Regions from separate parts of the Danio rerio genome. Here region 1 is linked to region 2. A link is a contact called in public Hi-C data. All regions are on one chromosome and are shown on one strand. The core of a region is the stretch at or near the end of the contact, and the rest is flanking DNA. Distances in the headings are between cores, read along the strand shown. Region 1 holds the start of pou4f4 (POU class 4 homeobox 4). Region 2 has its middle 59 kb from the start of klf5l.

Region 1 (7,551 bases), core at 3,845-6,344, 100 kb after region 2:
AAAGAGAATGACGGGGGTCCAAGGAAACGATACTGATCATAGTATGTGCACACAGGAGGGAACCTGCGAAAGAAATCGGGAAACAGAGTTCGAAACGAGGCACAAAAACCAAACAATTTCACAAGGCCTAAAAGGTTAGCAAGAAACGATGATTGCATCTTTCAAGCATCAAGAGTGAAAGCAGAGATCAGCGCTGAAGGGTAAATAGTTTTATTTCATTTAGAAGAGCAAAAGCAGGCAGAAATCCCAGAGGAGAGAAACGCCTGGACCTGAGAATTTGTTCTCTAAGTGTGGAACAGAAAAAACTACAAATCTTCCCACCGACGCTTCACATCCCATCCAGGTCAGCTTACCATCTGTGTCGGCTGCCATTCATATTTAATGCCTTTTTGGCCACTGCCCCATCAGGTAATGAAGTTTTCCTGTTCACATTCTGTCCCATCTTTCTGCTTACTTTCCTCCCTGACTGGCAATGCATGAGTCTTCCCACCCACCCCTCCTTTTCCTTTTCATTCCACCAAAATCATTCAAATCAAGAGCTCTTTCAGCGTCAGTGAACAGAACCAAAACAGCAAACCCTTAAGATGACTCTTCGAGGGACATGCTTGCCTCCAGGTAAGCATCTCACACCATCCTAAGACTAAATTTCACCTGTCACCCGAAAGCTTCAAATCAAATGAAAAGCCGAAGAAGATCTTCTGCAGAGCTTCGGAGTGAGGAATCACCCTGTTTCTGTAACTTTGTACCTTTAATTTGTGCTGGCAGACAATAAAATATTTACTAGGAACCCTAAAGGCAATTACATTAAAGTGCGTGCTTAGACACCCCTTCCCTTCGGCAGCCCCACAGTGTGAACCCGCTGATTTGGTGAATGGTCACATATCTACAATGTTAGATTTTACACGCTATCAATAATTTACCAATCACGAAATGGGGGAAGGCTTGGGGGGGGTCAGAATGGAAAAAAAAAAAGAGTGTGAGGAGAAAAAGGAAAGCGAGGTACATGCACTCGTGTGCACACTGAGGAGTTTGTCCATTTGCTTAACGTACCAGAAATATTTACTTGTGGTGATGTCTTGCTTTCACTGTCTCTTCTGAGCTCCGACACCACACCAAACATGCCTTGAATATGCAGAAACAGAAAGTTGTTTGCTCAAATGTTTGAAGTAAAAACTTTTGTTAATAAAAAAAAAGTATTTTATACCTTAATTTCCATCACAAAACATGATATTTTTGAGGAAAAAAAAAACATGTCAGTGTTGTTTTTGACTTGCTTTCTGAATCATTCTTATCCTCTCCAAATGGGTATAATGTATGTATAAATTTGTATGTTTTCTAGTACTGGGTTGCTGCTAAAAGGGCATCTGCGTAAAACATATGCCAGAATAGTTGGTGGTTCATTCCACTGTGGTGACCCCTGATAAATAAGGGACTAAGGAAATTGAATGAATGAATAAATTTCAATGCATTTAAAATGCATTTCTTTTTAAAGGTGACTTTTCCTGTCTTTCTGTGTTGTCTATTAAAGGTTGTCTGTTTTTTTATATGAAAGACATATAATGTTAATATGTTAAATTTACATATTCATTTTAAAAGCTTCTCTTACTAGTTAAGTAATGTGAAACAAATGCTTATCATATTTAGCATAGCTAGAAATAAATTGTCGGTTGCAGTTCACACACTGGCCACCGGTGACGCTAATACCAAACGTTTCAAAATTTTACATACCCATTACTACACAATACTCAACATTATATCCCTTGATCTGTTGTTATTCATACTGTTAAGCACAAATGTCCTCAAAATAGTGGTCACACTTTACAATAAGGTTCATTAGTTAATGTTTTTTAATGCATTTACTAACATGAACAAACAATGAACAATACATTTACTACTGTATTTGTTCATGTTAGTTAACGTTAGTTAATGAAAATACAGAAGTTCATTGTTAGTTGATATTAACTCATGGTGCATTAACTAATGTTAACAAGTATGGAATTGGATGTTAATAATGCATTAGTAAATTTTCAATTATGATTAATAAATGCTGTACATGTGTTGTTCATGATTAGTTCATGTTAGTAAATGCATTAACTAATGAACTTTATTGTGAAGTGTTACCAAAATAGTCTAACAGAGGTGTGTTTTGGTTTACCAAAAACAGGGTTAGTCTCTGGTGACAAGTTACATGGTTGCAATCAGTGTTGATTAAGTTATTTCATGAAGTAATTAATCATTGATAACAAATTACATTCTTTTTTAGTTACTTCTTTAATTACTTTGTTTGAAAAGCAAATTAATTACTCAAGAAATTTAATTTCTTGGCTTAATACTAAAATCTAGATATCTAAACACATGTTAAACTCCTTTGACTCAAACAAAGACTTTGTTTTATTTTAAGTTTTTAATAACATTTAAAAACTTCAAAACATTTCAAATGAATGATGCCACATCTCATATACCATATATTAACACATTTTTATATGATAAATGTATAAATGTACAATGACAAATGTAACATTCATTGGTTGAACAAAACAAGGTAATCATGCAAAAATATATGAATAACTAAACAATATATACAACATACATGTACACATTTACTCTAAATGTACACATGTTCATTTTCACTGTACTGGGTTGCAGCTGGAAGGGCATCCGCTGTGTAAAACATATTAGGATGGATAAGTTGGCAGTTCATACCACTCTGACGACCCCAGATGAATAAAGGAACTAAGGCGAAGGAAAATAAATATATATTTAAACTTCTTCTCTGAATTACACCTATAGACTCCTCAATTCACCTATAGCACATGTCTTTGGGCTGTAGGGGAAATCGGAGCAACCAGAGAAAACATGTACTCCACATAGAAATGCCAACTGACCCAGTCAGGACTCGAACCAGTGCCCGCAATGTAATTTAGTTTTTAGCTATATTTGGAACTACTAGCTAGGTTCTTGTTAGTAAAACATGAGTATTCCAAAATAAAAAGCTAACATCTATAATTCAAACAATCCTTTTCCTCCTATAGAAGATTTTTTTCCTCTTTTGCTTTTGATTTGTCAACATTTATTGGACCAAAGTTGTTCAAACAACATATTTGGAGAGTTGAAAACAGTTGGGATTAGCTAGTTCATTTCAATCGTGCGTCATAAATTGCCAAAGAGGTCGCTTTGGTGCAGAAATGCACCCAAGATGTGTGCTTTTCTTATTTGTATGTGAATTTTATATCATGGAAAATAACAAACAGTTTCAACACCTCAAACTTCAAATCAGCTGGAGTACAAATCCTAACAGCCAATACCACCAATTCCCCATTTCAGCATTAATATTCATTGAGGAAAATGTTCCATTAGCAATAATCAAGCACTTCCCCAGGCTTGTTTGCAGAAAACTCATCAGGAAAATGACTACGACTCGGTGACGGCAGTCTGACACAGAAAGAAGGAATGACAGGAAAAAAGAGAACAACTCAATAGATTCAACAAGTATGGCTTGTATCATCTCAGCTACATGTCTGTCTCTCCATTGACATGTATAAGCTCACTCTTTGAGTCGTCTTCTCTTTTCCAGACTGCCTCTCTCTCTCTGTTCTGTCACTTTTGCTGTGCCTCTCTGTCCGTCCCTCAGCATTTGGAGTCCCCAGTGACAGTGGTTGCTGGGGGAGAGATGGCAGCATTGATGCATATTTGATGAGCGGGTGCCAAGGCCTTGCCGGAGAGCAAGGCACGAGGGGACGATGTTGCTATCTGCGTCTGCATCTCAGGTTTCCGAGTCACACTCGCAGAGACTTCTTCTCCCATTGTGGGGCTTTATTGTCCATGTCTGGGGTTTCAGCACCAATTAGAGTGATAGATATGTGGGCTCTATACAAGCCAATCTAGAGCAGCTTGCATGCCCTATACCAACAAAGCTGAGCAACACACAGCCCACTTTGAAGAGGTGCTGATCAAATAGTCAAGTTCCAATAATGAAGGTCCCAAGTTAGTAGCTTGGCTGCAGGAAGGGTAACTTGATCTATTCACTGAACCAAGACTTTATATCTACTCGAAGCATTCAGCTATTCTTTTAACCACAGTTTTTTTTTTCATTCATGGAAATGGATGGTGGTACCAGCATTTCATTTGTCAGACTGAACCGTATTTGATTGACTGCTCTCATTTGTTTGACCTGTGTTTTTTTTATCAATATTTAATTGTACATGGGCTCTTATCATCCCAGTCTGTTTATGCTCTATTTGAGGATCCATATTGTGGTGCATACCACAAAGTAAATGAACAATAATTAATTCATGCACCAAATTGTTAAGGCTGGCCGCATGAAGAAAAACTATAGTACACAACGCAACACAGTGATCTTAATTAAGAGAAATATACCATTTCTATTACTCAGTGATTCACTTTCTTATTTTCTCTTTATATGATGTATTCCAAAATACAGTGCTCAGTATATATTAGTACACCCCTCAAAATCTCTCATTTAAATTAATATTTTCTATAGGATGCTTTATATGTGTGCATATACATTAGATTAGTCAGTACTGTAGTAAAATAATTTTTTTTTTAAATTGGTTTTTTTGTTTGAAGTGACTTCACACTGTCCATTTAAGAGTTACACTTAATCGGTTTGTGTTGCCTGGCATAAATTACAAACGATGATAAAATGTCCCAAATTATAAAATGATCAAAACATTAAAATAATGTACAATAACAATTATGAAACGTAACAAATTTAAACGTTTTTATTGAAAAACTTTAAAATGTTATTCAAGAGGATCATAACAAACGATGACATATTTAAGAGCAGTGTTCAATACAACCAATCTAGCGCGACGTGTCAAAATCACAGCACCAATGAAAAAACACCAAGAAAGTCTCAGAGCCAAAGCCACGCCTTCTCTGCTCCAGTACACATGATGGATAATGGGACCAGAACCCCCAGAGGCGTGTTCACGTCCCAAACTTACCAATAACATTTGAGGGTACTGTAATAGTAGTTGGGCGGGACATGTACCTATATGGGCGGGGTTAATGGAGACAGCGTTATATTTTAGGTGCCTGCGTAAATTCCTACTGTATCATAGACATTGACAGCTCGCGCCTGGCTACAGCTCAGAGCCAGTGAAGAAGACTTCTCTGGCATACCTTTTCACTTTTTATCATCCAGATCGTCCCTGGGTTCCGAGGTAGATACTGTTCTGGAACAAAACGGAGATAAACGAGGAAGACGAGAAGCCACCCTTTCTCACCTCTGCCATAATGATGTCCATGAATAGCAAACAGCCGTTTAGTATGCATCCGATTTTGCACGAGCCTAAATACACACCTCTCCATTCCAGCTCGGAGGCTATTAGGCGAGCATGTTTGCCCACGCCCTCGGTAAGTTCAATATTTTATGTATTTCTTGTTTGCAATTCATTATCACCGCTGTCATTTGCATTGTGTAGCCGTGTTGGTGAAAACTTTTTTTTTCTATGGGGCAAAACATGTAAATGCGTTGGTATTTGTCATTTATTTTTAAATTGTAACCCAAATTATTATTTGTTTTACTACTTTAAAATATATATAGAAATGGATATATAGAAATAAAAGAATTTAGCTAAAAGTGACTCAATGTCGTGTTATAAAACTTTTACAATTATTTCTAACTTTTAAGTTTTAAATCTAAATGCAATGATTTAAAAACTCAAAAGTATCTGGACTATGCTTACATTTGCTCTCTCTGTCACATAGCTGCAGGGTAACATCTTTGCCGGCTTTGATGAGACCCTGCTTCAGAGAGCCGAGGCGCTGGCGGCGGTGGACATCGTCGCGCAAAAAAGTCATCCGTTCAAACCAGATGCCACCTACCACACCATGACCACCATGACAAGCATGACCTGCACGCCCACGTCCTCCTCCGGACACCTACATCATCCGTCAGTGTTGACCTCTCACCACCATCATCCCCACCACCAGCCAACCCAGGGCCTGGAGGGCGACCTGCTTGACCACCTCCCCGGCATCTCTATCGGAGGCATGCCGGGCTCCGACGTTTGCTCCACGGCTTCCCACCCGCATTCGCACATGTCCGCTATCAACCACATGCAGCATCACCACCCGCAAAGCATGAACATGCACCCCCACGGCCTGGGCTCGCACGCCTCTCTGGGCGGCGTTGGAGACTCCGAGCCCGACCCCCGGGAGCTGGAGTCTTTCGCCGAGCGCTTCAAGCAGAGGCGGATCAAACTCGGGGTCACGCAGGCCGACGTGGGCTCGGCGTTAGCCAACCTTAAAATCCCCGGGGTCGGCTGCCTGAGCCAGAGTACTATCTGTCGGTTTGAGTCTCTCACTTTGTCCCACAATAACATGGTGGCCCTCAAGCCCATTCTGGAAGCATGGTTAGAGGAGGCAGAACGGGCTCAGAGGGAGAAAATGGCCAAGCCGGAGATTTTTAACGGCGGGGACAAAAAGAGAAAACGCACTTCGATCGCCGCTCCAGAAAAGCGGTCGCTGGAGGCTTACTTTGCCGTCCAGCCCAGACCCTCGTCGGAGAAAATCGCTGCCATCGCCGAGAAACTGGACCTGAAAAAAAACGTGGTCCGCGTGTGGTTTTGTAATCAAAGGCAAAAGCAGAAACGCATGAAGTTTTCGGCCACGCACTAGGCCCGAATAATGTATTAAAAACAAACTCAAATAATCAGACACACGAGTGAACAGAGACGACAAAACTCTTCGAGGCTGAGGCGAAACGCTTCCCACGCAGGAACAGGAGCTGGGCGTCAACATCCCAGAGACAGAAGTGCTCCAAAAGTTTGTCGTAACAAAACATGTCGAGAACAACTCGCTCTGGAAGACGGAGGACGAGAGGAAAATTAACACCAACTAAACGTTGCAATTATTGTACAAAACGAGAATTGAATAATAATGATTATTCTCCTAACTTTAAAACAACTCTTTTATATTCATCTGTGTACATACCTGTGAATACACTGCACCTCTTTGTGTGAAGAACGCATCAAAATTCTGTTTTTTAAAGGACGAAAAGAAAGCAAGCTAAAACGCTGTTGTGCAAAAGATGTTCCATTCTAGAAAACTTAGTGTTGTTCTATATGCTCCAGAAGAAAATCATGAAGGTTCTGTTGTGACCCATTGCATGGTTTACAAGGCGTTAAGTGTTCATTTATTGTTTGGAGTTTTCATTCGTTTTGATGTATTGCAATAAGAGAGAACACGCACAGGCGAACGCACGTACACACGGACATACTTAATATACTTTTCTGTGTCTACCTCATGATTCCTGACGTCTTGACACATTCATGGTCATATTGGAAATAGGGCGTAAATCTAGTTTTCAGTTGACACATTTTGGGTAAAATTAGATAGGAAGCACGAAGCGTTGTGTGTTGCAACTAATTTCACTTCAACAAAGCTTTGACAATCAAATTAAGAATTATTTTGTGACTAGCCCCTTCTACTGTATGTCTCCGCTTAAATTATTATTATTATTATTATTATTATTATTATTATTATTATTATTACACTAAGTTTGTAGATGGGAACATTTCATTT
Region 2 (6,755 bases), core at 1,640-4,139:
CTAGTATGCAGTTAAACTGAAAAGTAGGGCTTTATACTTTTAAAACAGAAATATTTATTATTAAAGTATGAGCACTTTTACTTAAATGCATGATTTTTGTCATTTGTCCGTTACTGGTTTTGGTACAGTAATGTTAGCATGCTATATGTTTCACAGTTTTTTTCAAGAGCTGCAGACCACAGTCCTGTCATGCAGTATAGACATGGTGATAGATTTTCAGGACTGTGGATTCAGTATTCAGCGGTGTTGTGTGTGAAATGAGGGGGGAGGCAGAAATGCTCCCCAAGGCTCAATGGATTAGACACATTCTCTCTGGAGGGGTCATTAGCCCACACTGATTATCTAAAGATCCAATGACCCGACGGACACCCGTCACACCTCTCCCTCTCTATATATTCAGCCCCGTGGGGTTCAGGTGAACAGAGCAGGGGGTCTGAGGAAACCCGTCATCTGATATCACTGTCTGTGGGGAAAAAACGACTGAGGAATTACAGGGTTAATTCAGACCAAAATTAAAATTCTGTCATCCTTTATTTATCTTGTGTTGTTTTAAACCTTTAATAAATTAGTGTATTTTGGAATGCGATGAAAATAAAATCCAAGAGATTCTGCTCCTAAATTAAAGTCTATTCATCCAAAACATTGATGCTTCATAAAGAGATCAAAACAGATCAATCTATATTGAGGTTTAATCCATATTTAACTCTTTTCACGAGCCATCACACATGATTTTTTGTATTTTCATCATATTATTGTTTTTAAATATAACAGTAATCGAGTTGATATTACATCCACTATCGGTGTATCCTAATTTTGTACAAATTAATGAGGGAAGAATAATGACATGCCTTAATGTCTTTGTGACATCACTTGAAGCAAGTCACATTCTATTTTTTATCAGTGCTTTACAGATTGTTCTGCATATTTATACCCAGTGCTTTACAGACTGTTCTGCATATTTATACCCATTGAATCAAAGTTGACCAGAACTTAGGGATCGTTTTTCTTTAATGCTAAAATTACACTATTAAAAAAATCTTGCTGGACTATTTTTTCTTAGTTGAATCAAATAAAATTTCTGGTTATCTCAACCTACACATATCAATGTAACTGTTAAGTTAAACTTTGTGTAACTTAATATTGTTAAAACCTGTTGTTGTAAAATATGTTACAGTAACACAAAAATTTAAAAGGCATGAGACTAATTGCAAAAATAGACAGAGTGGGTTAATATTTTGATAATTTTAGAGGTAAGTAAATGTAATTTGTGTTGTTATTTAAAACCTTTAATTTTCTTAAATTATTCTTTAAAGATTTAGTTTTAACATTTTCCCAGAGGATCAACCGGAACACTTCACAAAACATGACACCCTTTTTATAATCATATAGAAAATAGTGCACGTCTACACCCATGAATCTCCCCAACATCCCCTCCCCCATAAGTTTTATTTATTCATTTTATTTCCTTATTTGATTTATTTTAATTTAAGTATTTAATTTATGTATTTTTATTGTTCATTTTTTTATGTTATTTTTTTCTGTATTAAGTTACTTTGTGGTTAAACAACAAGAAAAACAAAATGAAAATATCTTTGTTATTGAATACCTACAAGGTAGTTTATCTAGTTTTGTCAAAAACAGGGGTTTTGTCAAAAACATAGGTTTATTTAGAAAACACAAATGTACTTCTTAAATCTAGAATTGATTACTTCATATAATTATAACTATTTGCTTAATACTTTGAATCTATTAAGTTCACTCCTTTGTAGTTTCCTATATACTGAATATTTAAAAAAAAAAAAAAATCACATCAGCCTGCATTTTCTAGAAATATTTTTTTATTTGATAGCTTTATCAGCCATTTCCACAATTTGTTTTAACGTTTAATTGATTAACATTAGTTAATTTATTATGAGCAAACAATAAATAGCTGCTCATTATTTATTAATCTAATTCATTTGAATTAATAAACCGTTCAATGCTATTTCATCTTGGGTCATAAATTATGTTTATTTAAAAAAAATTCCAACTGCATATACAGGAAATACATTAACCACATTAAATGCTGTAATAAAGCTTGCTCATTATTACTTCATGATATCTAATAATGCAATAACAAATGCAGCACAGGCCTGGCTTCAGTTTTCCCGGATATTATATCTGATTTCATCATACACTACCATTCGAAATACTGGGGCTGGTAAGATTTTATAAACATTGTTAAAGCTGGATAAATTTATATTTGTAATAACTATTTGAATGTATTTCAAAATGTAATTGACTGAACTGTAATGGTGGTTTTAGCAGTGCACACAATCCTTTAGAAATGATAGAAATATGCAGATCTTATGCATTTGTTTAAAATAAAAAGCCATTTACTGCCATTTGCATAAAATAGCAAAAAAAAAAAAAAAAAAAAAAAAAAAAAACAGCCATGAATTTGATTATATTAATTTTAGCTAAAATTAATATAATCAAATTCATGGCTGTTTTTTTTATTTTTTTTTTATTTTGGTCTAGACCAAAAGAATGCCAATGTTTTAATTGCGGAAAGGTTAAGAGATTATTATATGTTGCAATGATATATATATAGTATTGCTTTTATCTAACAAGCTGAAAACTGTTATTGCATTACCAGCAGAAATCCACCAGGTGGCAGTAGTTCACCAGAATCCACTGATTTGGACGAAAGCACAAAGTTGCCTCTTGTTTGTCAAAGACGTTTGGCAAACAGCCATTTTTATATTAGTGACATTAAATGTGAGCTAATTAGCACCTGATGTTCTCTTCATTAAGATCACTCACGCAGTCCCACTGAGATACTCTGATCACATTACAGATTGTCAACATTATGCCGAGCTGCTTAATGAAGACCCTCTTCACCACACACAGACACGCGCACACACAAACACACACAAACATGTAAACAAACACAGATTACGTCACGCTGCTGCTTTGCCCTGCTCCTTGAAATCGTGATTTAAATGAGAGGTAAGCCAAGAAAATTTGTATAAATTTGGATGAGTTTGAACTGTGTTTGCTTTATCTTTTCCCAAACGTGACTACTGCGTTTTAAGTTATGGGATGCACTTCCGGTTGGATTGACTTCAATAGGCCTTTTTCACACTTCCTGGTTCCGGTAAGCGAAGCAGTGTACCACAACATCCGGTTTCAATGCGACGGAGCAAGAAAGAATGGCAGGGTCATCTCATCGTTGTGATTGCTGCGTTCCCAGCTGCTCCAACTCAAAAACGACACTCTTACTTTAATGACCACGATCTCCCGAAAGACGAAGGACAGGGAAAATCATGGATGACAATATTAAAGGGGGTTGAATGCCGTTTCAAGTTATATGCGGGAGTACATTCTTATGCTGTATGCACTTCAAAGCGGAGATTATCATGTTTCATTAAAGACTGGTGGTCTATGGTTTATTTTGATGAGTAATTATAATATAGACAAAACTCCAGTTAAACTATCTGCCTTCCACAAACAAGTGCTCATCATGGTCATTAATCTATAAGCATGATTTATCCCTACATTGTTGTTATTTTGGAATAATAGACAGTTCATACAAATGCAAATCTCTTTTTTTTAATTGGTTTGACAGTAAAATTATTTGTTTAGTCAGTTATATAATAAAGATGGTAAACTTTTCTTACAATGAAGTCCTTTATTACAAAATCAAAATATTACAAAACCCAGCAAGTTTTCAACTGTTATTGGTTCAATTCCTGCAGAGATGTTATTCATTTATGTTATTTAGAGGTATTAATAAGACCATCCTTCTGATGCTTCATCTTTTGATATTACTAAATCTTATGTCGGCAAATTTTGTTTTACTAAATACCAAGAGTAATGATAGAGCTATTCATACTCTTTTCCAAAAAGAAATCATTACTGTACCTTATATTCAATTTTATTATATGTCTTTATTAAAGGGTGAATTGAAGAAAAGTGTGGCTGTTACCACAGAAATATCATGTTAGAAATAGAATTAAAGAAATATCCTATAAACTCATCCACAGGTTTTATCCAGCAAAACATTGTTTGCAAAAATTTAAAAGTGGGATTGATGTAAATTGTATTTTTGTAACGAATATGAGGAGACAGTTTTACACTTATTTTGGCATTGTACATAGTCAGCTTATGGGGTGAGTTGCAAAATGTATTAATAATGAAAAAGGTCTATTAAAAACTACTGAAACAAATCATTTGAGATAAATAATAACGTTGTGCTATACATAATAAACTATATCCACAGAGAAAAACTGAGTTAGAGGTCCATGCGCTGTTCTGCTTTATTTCATGCTTCAAAAAAAATAACAAAAGGCCTATGCTTGAGATTTTAATGTGACTTTTTCACAGTCATCTGTGGCGGTTTATACCACTGTGTTTGTTTTCTTTCACATTATTTTGTTTTATTAATCTTTACAATAGCGAAAAATTCTATATACATCTATAATATGAAAAGAAATTTATATGTTAATTCTAATTGTTTTCTTTTAGTATTTGGTATACGAATGAGGTATGCACACAGACTTTTAATTTTCAGCCAGCCAGCCCGATGGCTTCCGGTGAACTGTCTCTCCGTTACAAAATTGCCACGTTTAAGATATGTTTTCTTTAAAAAGAAGTTTTCTTCACTGCCTTTCAGATATTCGATATTAATTTGTCTTAGACTGGACGAGACACACTGCATTTAATTGCATTTTTCCTTGCTATCTATTAAAAATAAGACAGTTTATTTTACCACAGTATTTTGAATGGAGTTTCTGCGCAAGCCTGCTGCTACTGACGAAGTTAACGGTTTCACGGTCTATCAACTTGTTTTATGCTTAACTTAATGAATGCTTAAGTTTATTTACTGATTGTATTACATTTCAATGTTGATGTTGTAAAAGGAACCTTGTGAACTTTAAAATAGTCACAGAAACCTTTCATCGAAAGTTTATCGTTGGCTGAAAAATACTAGTTGTGCATATTGCTCACTTTGAGAAAAATAATGCCGTCCCATTGCACTCAGTAAACCCCCACCCCCCCGCTCCCGCCCCCTAAAACAAACAAACAAACAAACAAACAAAATAAAAAAACAACACTTCATTAATTGTTTACATTTTAATGGAGGTAATCTCCATAGTTCACGCCAAGCATTGTGCAAAATGTTTTTTTTATGTTACTTCAACTTATTTTATTAAGTCAATATTTACTTCACTAGGTGACGCAGTGGCGCAGCGGGTAGCACGTTCGCCTCACAGCATGAAGGTCGATGCGTCACTGGTTCGATCTTTGGCTCAGTTGGCGCTTCTGTGTGAAGTTTGCATGTTCTCCCTGCGTTTGCGTGGGTTTCCTCCGGGTGCTACGGTTTCCCCCACAGTCCAAAGACATGCGGTACAGGTGAATTGGGTAGGCTAAATTGTCCATAGTATATGAATGTGTGTGTGTGAATGTGTGTGTGGATGTTTCCCAGGGATGGGTTGCGGCTGGAAGGGCATCCGCTGTGTAAAAACTTGCTGGATAAGTTGGTGGTTCATTTCGCTGTGGCGACCCCGGATTAATAAAGGGACGAAGCCGACAAGAAAATGAATGAATGAATGAATATTTACTTCATATTTTTAATCAGTTTAACTAATGTAAGATGAGATAATTACATAATTTCATTTGGTTCAACTAAACATTTTAAATGGGTACGTTTTATTTTTTAGAGCGTGTGAGGTTGGAGGAAGGTGGCTAAATAACACACCTTCTGATAATTGTCAGCGTTCTCCCATGTGTCAAACTTTATGTTTTAAATACACAGAGGTAAGTGTGAGCATGCGCTGTGATTGACTCTGTGCTGGAGCTGCGGGACACAGAGAGTCAGTGAGGGTTCAGAAGGGCTGGCAGTCCAGAATCTTTCCTGCTCTAATCGCTCCGGCACCATTAGCACAAATCCATTAGAGCACTCGTTCATTCTCCATCTTCCTCCACCCATCTCTTTAGAGCACCTCTGAGACACACTTACACACACACACACTCTGCACATCACAGCACACTGACAGGTGCATGTGTGGGTTTGTTTTTGTTGCACGTGTGACCGTATTTACTAAACTAGTGACAAATTTATATTTAAAACACACAAACATATATATTTTTAATAAATTTACAATCACCCAATACACTGTAAAAATGTTGAGCTGTTTTAATTCAAATGTAGGTAAAATATGAATTAACTCAACCACAGGGTTAAAGTTTTGAAAGTTGAGTTAAAAATTATTTATAAAATTAACATGCAGTTGGTCTTATCCATATTTTACTCAAATTTGAGTTGAAACAACCCAAGATTTTTAGAATGCACAATTGCTGGATTAATAAATAGATAATGATTAAACTCAAGATTACACAATAATGCTAGGTTCAAACATATAGAAGATTTTTTTTTGCCTGTTACACAGTGTGTCAGATTATATCATGGTCAAAAAGTAAATCAGACGACACACTTCAAATTTTAGGTTCCCATCTTTAAAGATGTCATGAACTCAATTACAATTATACCAAATGTGGCACTAAAAAAATGTTGAAAAATTAAACTTAACTATACTAATGTTCATACTTGGGCTTAGTTGAAAGCACATATCGTATTAAGTAAACAATAAAAAATATATAAATATAAATATTCATATATCATATATATATATATAATTATTTTTTAAATATTTTTTTATTGTGTACTTAATATGATATAATATATGAATAAAAATTATATATATATATAT

The links. Hi-C and Micro-C count contacts between places; a contact is called where the count stands out from the background.
Region 1: a contact with region 2 is called in a Hi-C map of embryo, with 1.6 times the contacts expected there. The contact joins the promoter of pou4f4 here to the enhancer-like site in region 2. A contact is called at or near these places in 3 of 18 Hi-C or Micro-C datasets (all in embryo).

What each region holds. Positions count from the first base shown.
Region 1 is chr21:41,612,035-41,619,585 of GRCz12tu, forward strand. pou4f4 (POU class 4 homeobox 4) reads left to right here and starts at 5,095. Exons shown (of 2, transcript NM_001080058.1): 1 at 5,095-5,379; 2 at 5,734-7,551. The coding sequence starts at 5,260. The coding sequence ends at 6,645.
Region 2 is chr21:41,512,787-41,519,541 of GRCz12tu, forward strand. No RefSeq gene overlaps it. Among named protein-coding and RNA genes, the nearest start is that of klf5l, 59 kb to the left of the region's middle. Within about 2 kb of position 2,890, at least 5 of the 62 cell types and tissues checked have an H3K27ac peak or open chromatin away from gene starts, as enhancers often do.